Linked DNA regions of Sus scrofa: region 2 is linked to region 1. A link is a contact called in public HiChIP or PLAC-seq data. All regions are on one chromosome and are shown on one strand. Each heading gives the region's core, a stretch centred on a gene start, on an enhancer-like site or on the middle of the called end of the contact. The rest is flanking DNA. Distances are from core to core; before and after follow the strand shown. Region 1 overlaps C1H9orf84. Region 2 has its middle 120 kb from the start of UGCG.

Region 1 (2,857 bases), core at 105-2,604:
TTCTTATAAAGCAGGGCTAGCACTGATAAAATTCCTCAGCTTTTGTTTGTCTAGGAAAACCCATATTTTTCCTTCATGTCTGAATTATCATTTTGTTAGTGTTCTTGCATGACCATTTTTGTCTTTCAGTATTTTGAGAATGTCATTCTACTTCCTCCTGGCCTATGAGATTTCTGCTGAGAAATCTGCTGAGAGCTTAAAAGATATTCCTTTGTAGGTTGCCAACCTTTTTTCACTGGCTGCATTTAAAATTCTTTTTTTATTGACTTTTGACAGTGTCATGGAGAAGATCTTTTTGCATTGAGGTAATTTGGTGTTCTCCTTAGCTTCAAAGACTTGTATATCCTGTTCCCTTTCCAGATTTGGGAAGTTTTCAACTATGATTTCTTTAAATAAACTCTATGATACCTTCTCTGTTTCATCTCCTTCTGGGATAACCTTTACTCTAATGTTGCTCTTCCTAAAAGAGTCAGATAGCTTTCATAGAATTTTCTCTTTTTTAAGATCTTTTTTTTTTTTTTTTTTTTTTTTTTTTTGCTTTTTTAGGACTGCACTTGCGGCATGTGGAGGTTCCCAGGCTAGCAGTCAAATTGAAGCTATAGCTGCTGGCCTACACCACAGCTACAGCCACAGCCGCATCAGATCCGAGCCATGTCTGCAACCTGCACCACAGCTCAAGGCAAAGCCGGATCTTTAACCCACTGAGTGAGGCCAGGGATTGAACCTGTAACCTCATGGTCCCTAGTTGGATTTGTTTCCGCTGCACCACGATGGGAACTCCAGGAACTCCCTTTTTTTAAGGTCTTAATTCTTTTCTCTTTTCTACCTGTATCATTTCTAGATTTTTATCTTTGAGCTCACTAATTCTCTCTTCTATATGATATGCTCTATTTTCAATGCTTTCTAATGCTATCTTCATCTCATTTATTGAGTTCCTCAGCTCCAGAATTTGGTTCTTTTTTAGTTTCAGGCTCTTTGTTCTTCTGTTCATTAATTTTATTCCTGAGCTCATATAACTTCCTCTTTGAGTTTTCTTGTGCCTTGTTGAATTTCTTCATGACAGCTATGTTGAATTCTCTATCAGTCAGACTGCAATATTCCATGACTTTAAGTTTGGTTTCTGGTGAACTGTCATTTCGTTTTTGTGATTCAGTGTTACTGTAGTTCTTCATGATGCTTGATAAGTTGTTCCTCAGCTGGCACATTTGAAGTAGTGAACAACTTTCTTCTTTAGGTAAAAATAATTGTTTTTACTTGATTCTAATGAACAATTCACAAATTAGAGGCCTTTCTTTTATTTTCCAGTAGGTGGCACCATAGAACAAGTTTTTGGTTCCTGTTACCTGGGCTGCCTCTGGTTGTATTGGCACTTTCTGCCCCGCAAAGTCTCTGTCAGAACTGTCACCCAGGGCATAAGTTATCACTGCTTGTGCCTCCAGGGTTGTTGGTGCCTTGCTGTTGCTGGAATCACTGGTGTCACTGCCTGAGGTACCAAGTTGGTGGCCTCATCTGGGATCCCCTTAGTCACAGGCTCTGTCACTGTGGTGGGGAGGACAGCAGGGGGTAGGACGTAGGATCACGTGCACCTCTGCCTGGTCTGGTCTTGTCAGGTTTCTGGGCTCGCCTACTGCAGCTGGAGGGTGGGTAGCCAGAGTTGCGGGCCCCTCTGCAGCTGGAGTGTGTAACAGGCTTTTGTTGCCACTACTGCCCAGTTATTTGTGGCTGCTGGCTCCATTGCAAGTGGGAGGCTGGGGTCATGTGTGCTACCACCCTTGCTGCTATTGGGTTCTCTGGGTCTGTGGGCTCAGCTGCCACAGCCCAGGGGCTAGAACTGCAGTGACTGACTATGCTGATCCCCAAGTTCTACCTCTTCTATGTATTCCATTCCACCCACCTTGAGATGTATAGATGTGTAGAATGCTCCAGTGTTCTGGTGTGTTGGGCAGAGGCACTTTTGTTGAGTTGTGGATGTTTTACTGGTTGTAGATTGAAGGGGAGAGACAAAGAGAGCATCTCATCCTGTCATGATGCCGACATAACTCCCCACTTCTAAATTTCTTACTAATTGGTTTAATACACTTTAAAGACTTAAGCAAGTTACCCAAGTAACCATAGAGTAGGAGGGAGAGAGAGAAAAACGAAGAAAAAGGCCAAATTTATTTGCATATTTAGTGTAAAGCATTTCAGATGCTTTTCTGCTTTAAAAGATTTTAAAAAGTATTTTCTCTTAAATCTTTATTTATGAAATTTTTTTTTTTTTTTTTTTTTTTTTTTTTTTTTTTTTTTTTTGCCATGCCTGCAGCACATGGAAGTTCCTGGGCCAGGGATCAAACCCAAGCCACTGCAGTGACAACACTGGATCCTTAACCCACTATACTACAAGAGAACTCCCATGCAAACTTCTTTCAATGCTTGAGGGAGAGTGGGCAAAAATTTCCAATATAATCCAAGGAATGAATGAACTGCTTTTTTAAAAAAAGAATTGTATCAGATTCTGGCTCAATATCTAAAAATTAATTATTATAGTTTTATTGTGGGTATATGTTCATGAACTTTTAAGTAGAATACAAAATTTTTGAGATTTGAAGGACTAATCCATAGAACACTGTGTATAATAAAATTAAAGTATTTTTAAAACTCAAGACATATGAATAATGATACAAATGATACTTTCTCTGGGTCTGATTCTGTCCTGTTAACTTACTTAAGGTGAAAACTTCTCAAAGGACCAAATAGTATACTGAAATAAAAACTATTTCATAATTTCAAGTTAAATACAAAATTTTATCTTCTATCCAATTCTTATTTAAGCTGATTGTTGTTATCTGCTTTATTTCAGTACTAACCTTAATTTGCT
Region 2 (2,857 bases), core at 199-2,698, 260 kb after region 1:
CTCTGGTGTAGGCTGGCAGCTACAAATCCGATTCGGCCCCTAGCCTGGGAACCTCCTTATGCCATGGGTGCGGCCCTAGAAAAGACAAAAAATTAAAAAAAATAAATAAAATAAAGATATTAGAGAGAAGACCAAGCCTCCTTCTAAGCCCCATTTCTTTTACTAAGAAAGTAGCCTTCTGAATAATTATTTTTATCCCACATGTTGGGAATTGCACTGGGTTATTGAGCATATTCTCAAACTGCTTTTTATGCCCAAGCCTAAAGAATACATAAGAGAGAGAAATAGTGATATAAGAAGGGCCAGCCCGCAGTTCGCATTGTGCAGCTGAGAAAAAGTCCTAGTATCCACGAGGATGCAGGTTCAATCCCTGGCCTCGCTCAGTGGGTGGGGGATCTGACATTGCCATCAGTTGTGGTGTAGATCACAGACTCTGCTTGGATCTGACCTTGCTGTGGCTGTGGCGTAGGCCAACAGCTGCAGCTCCTATTCGACCCCTAACCTGGGAACCTCCATATGCCAAGGGTTCAGCTGAAAAAGAAAAAAGAAAAAAGAAACACCCTCAACAGCTGATATGCAATAGCCAATAGCTGAGAAGGGGATGTGAGTTTTGTCCCTGTGAGTTTTTGAGAAGGGACACTGTCACTGTGTTTTCGCATCAGAGATATTTGTTCTTTCATCGTGTAAGGAAACCCATCCAACTCTCTGTGCCCTAAGGCACGGAACAGAAGACCTACATTTTGGCATGCCTTTTTGTGGTGTGTGTGTGTTTTTCTGTTTTCCTGTAACAAACCACAGTTTTTAATACCTTTCCTCCCTCTGCTGTGTTATATTTGTTCTTCCAGCACCTATCAGAACTGACTTTAGCAGCAATGACATTGAGTGAAGTAACTTTCCAAGGTGCCTTTTGAAATCAGTCCCCAAACGCAATCTGGCTGCTAACTCAGAGTTCTTCCTGCGACTCTGTGCTGCCACCATTCTCCTGGGATGTGCCTGGCAGGTTGCACAAGAGCCGTGGAGTGGGGTTGAGCTGTGGTTCTCAGAACGGCGAGGTTTCTCTTTTCAGATGAGCTCCTATAATCAAGTAATCACAAAAACCACTTTTGCAAACTTAGTTGGGTATTTCCAGGAGGAAGAAAAGAAAGGAAAAGGCACCCTGGCGAGTGATGTTATTTCATGTTGTCTTTTTAAATCTCCTAAATTAGCCTCTGTCCCATTTCTTTCCCTACTTCAGTCCAGAATGTGGGAAGAGCCAAACAGGCTTCCCTAAAGAAGCAGTTCCTGAAAAAATGAGTTGGCAGCATGTCGGCTTCTCTAGAAAGCCCAGAACAAAGTTGCTGTTGACATAGGATGAGTCTCCTTCCCCCAGCCTGTTGTTCCTGCTCCCTGCCACAGGGACACAGCTCAGAGGGGTGTGTTTGCTGCTGAGCCAGGCACATCCCTTCTGTTTCAATTTCATGATAATAACAGAATGGTCATCATTAGCGTACTCTCCAGAGGAACTGGAACCGTCATATACTGCTGATGGGAATGCAGAAGGGTACAAGGTGACTTTTTGGCCACACCCCCAGCAAATGGAAATTCCTGGGACAGGAATCAAACCCGAGCCGAAGCTTTGACCTATGCCACAGCTGCAGCGATGCCAGACCCTTGACCCACTGCACCTGCACAGCAGGAACACCTTATAAGGTGTTTTTTGCTTTTTTTTTTTTAAGCCAAACATATTAGACTAAGTGACAGAGGCAAAACACAGAAGACCACATATTGTATGGTTCCATATTTATGAAATTTCTAGAATAGGCAAACCCAGATGTATAGAAAGTAGATTAGCACTTCTCAGGGGGTGGGATGAGAGAGGAATTGGGACTGATAGCTAATAAATAGGTAGGGGCTCTTTTGGGGTGATGGAAATACTCTGGAATTAGGTGGTGTGATGGTGACACGACATAGTGAACAGTCTAAGAATCATGGACCTGTACTTATTTATTTTTATTTTTTACTTTTCAGGGCCACACCTGCGGCATATGGAGGTTCCCAGGCTAGGGGTCGAATCGGAGCTATAGCCGAGGACCTACACCACAGCCATAGCAATGCCAGATCCAAGCTGCATCTGTGACCCACACCACAGCTCAGGGCAAGGCCAGATCCTTAACCCACTGAGTGAGGCCAGGGATCCAATCGGCATCTTCATGGATGCTAGTCAGATTTGTTTCCCCTGAGCCACGACGGGAACTCCAGAACTGTACCTTTTTAAATGGTGAATTTTGTGTTATATGAATTATCTCTACTAAAACAAATTAAATTAAAAGCACTGAGTTCCCCATTGCAAAGAGTCTAACCTAAAGCAACAACCCTGTATTGATATATTTGATTATAAAAAGGACATTTTTCTCCATTCGGAAAAGAGGGAAATGGAAAGAAATAGAAAGACCAATCATATCTGGGGAAATGACTTATTGTGCTACTTGTGTTTTTGCAAACAAACAAAAAAAGCCTAACAGAAAATTTACCGTAAATCGTACCATAGATTTCACCCCCGAGAACCTACTCAAAGGAAATGAAAATATATTCACAGAAATAATTAGGGGAGTTCCCGTCGTGGCTCAGTAGTTAATGAATCCAACTAGGAACCATGAGATTGAGGGTTCGATCCCTGGCCTTGCTGAATGGGTTGAAGATCCGGCGTTGCCCTGAGCTGCGGTATAGGTCGCAGATGCAGCTCGGATCTCACGTTGCTGTGGCGGCTGTGGCGTAGGCCAGCGTCTACAGCTCTGATTCGACGACCCCTAGCTGGGAACCTCCATATGCCTCGGGTGCGGCCCTAGAAATGGCCAAAAGACCAAAAAAAAGAAAGAAT

What was found. HiChIP or PLAC-seq counts read pairs in DNA pulled down with a chosen protein or histone mark.
Region 2: a contact with region 1 is called in an H3K27ac HiChIP or PLAC-seq map of alveolar macrophages. The contact joins two enhancer-like sites. A contact is called at or near these places in 1 of 47 Hi-C or Micro-C datasets (skeletal muscle) and 1 of 2 datasets of contacts at active chromatin or transcription factors (alveolar macrophages).

What each region holds. Positions count from the first base shown.
Region 1 is chr1:252,511,802-252,514,658 of Sscrofa11.1, forward strand. It overlaps C1H9orf84, which reads right to left. Exons shown (of 26, transcript XM_021085151.1): 15 at 2,847-2,857. Among named protein-coding and RNA genes, the nearest start is that of C1H9orf84, 42 kb to the right of the region's middle. Within about 2 kb of position 1,355, at least 1 of the 83 cell types and tissues checked has an H3K27ac peak or open chromatin away from gene starts, as enhancers often do. A contact at or near this core is called in alveolar macrophages, where this site is marked.
Region 2 is chr1:252,767,208-252,770,064 of Sscrofa11.1, forward strand. No RefSeq gene overlaps it. Among named protein-coding and RNA genes, the nearest start is that of UGCG, 120 kb to the left of the region's middle. Within about 2 kb of position 1,449, at least 33 of the 83 cell types and tissues checked have an H3K27ac peak or open chromatin away from gene starts, as enhancers often do. A contact at or near this core is called in alveolar macrophages, where this site is marked.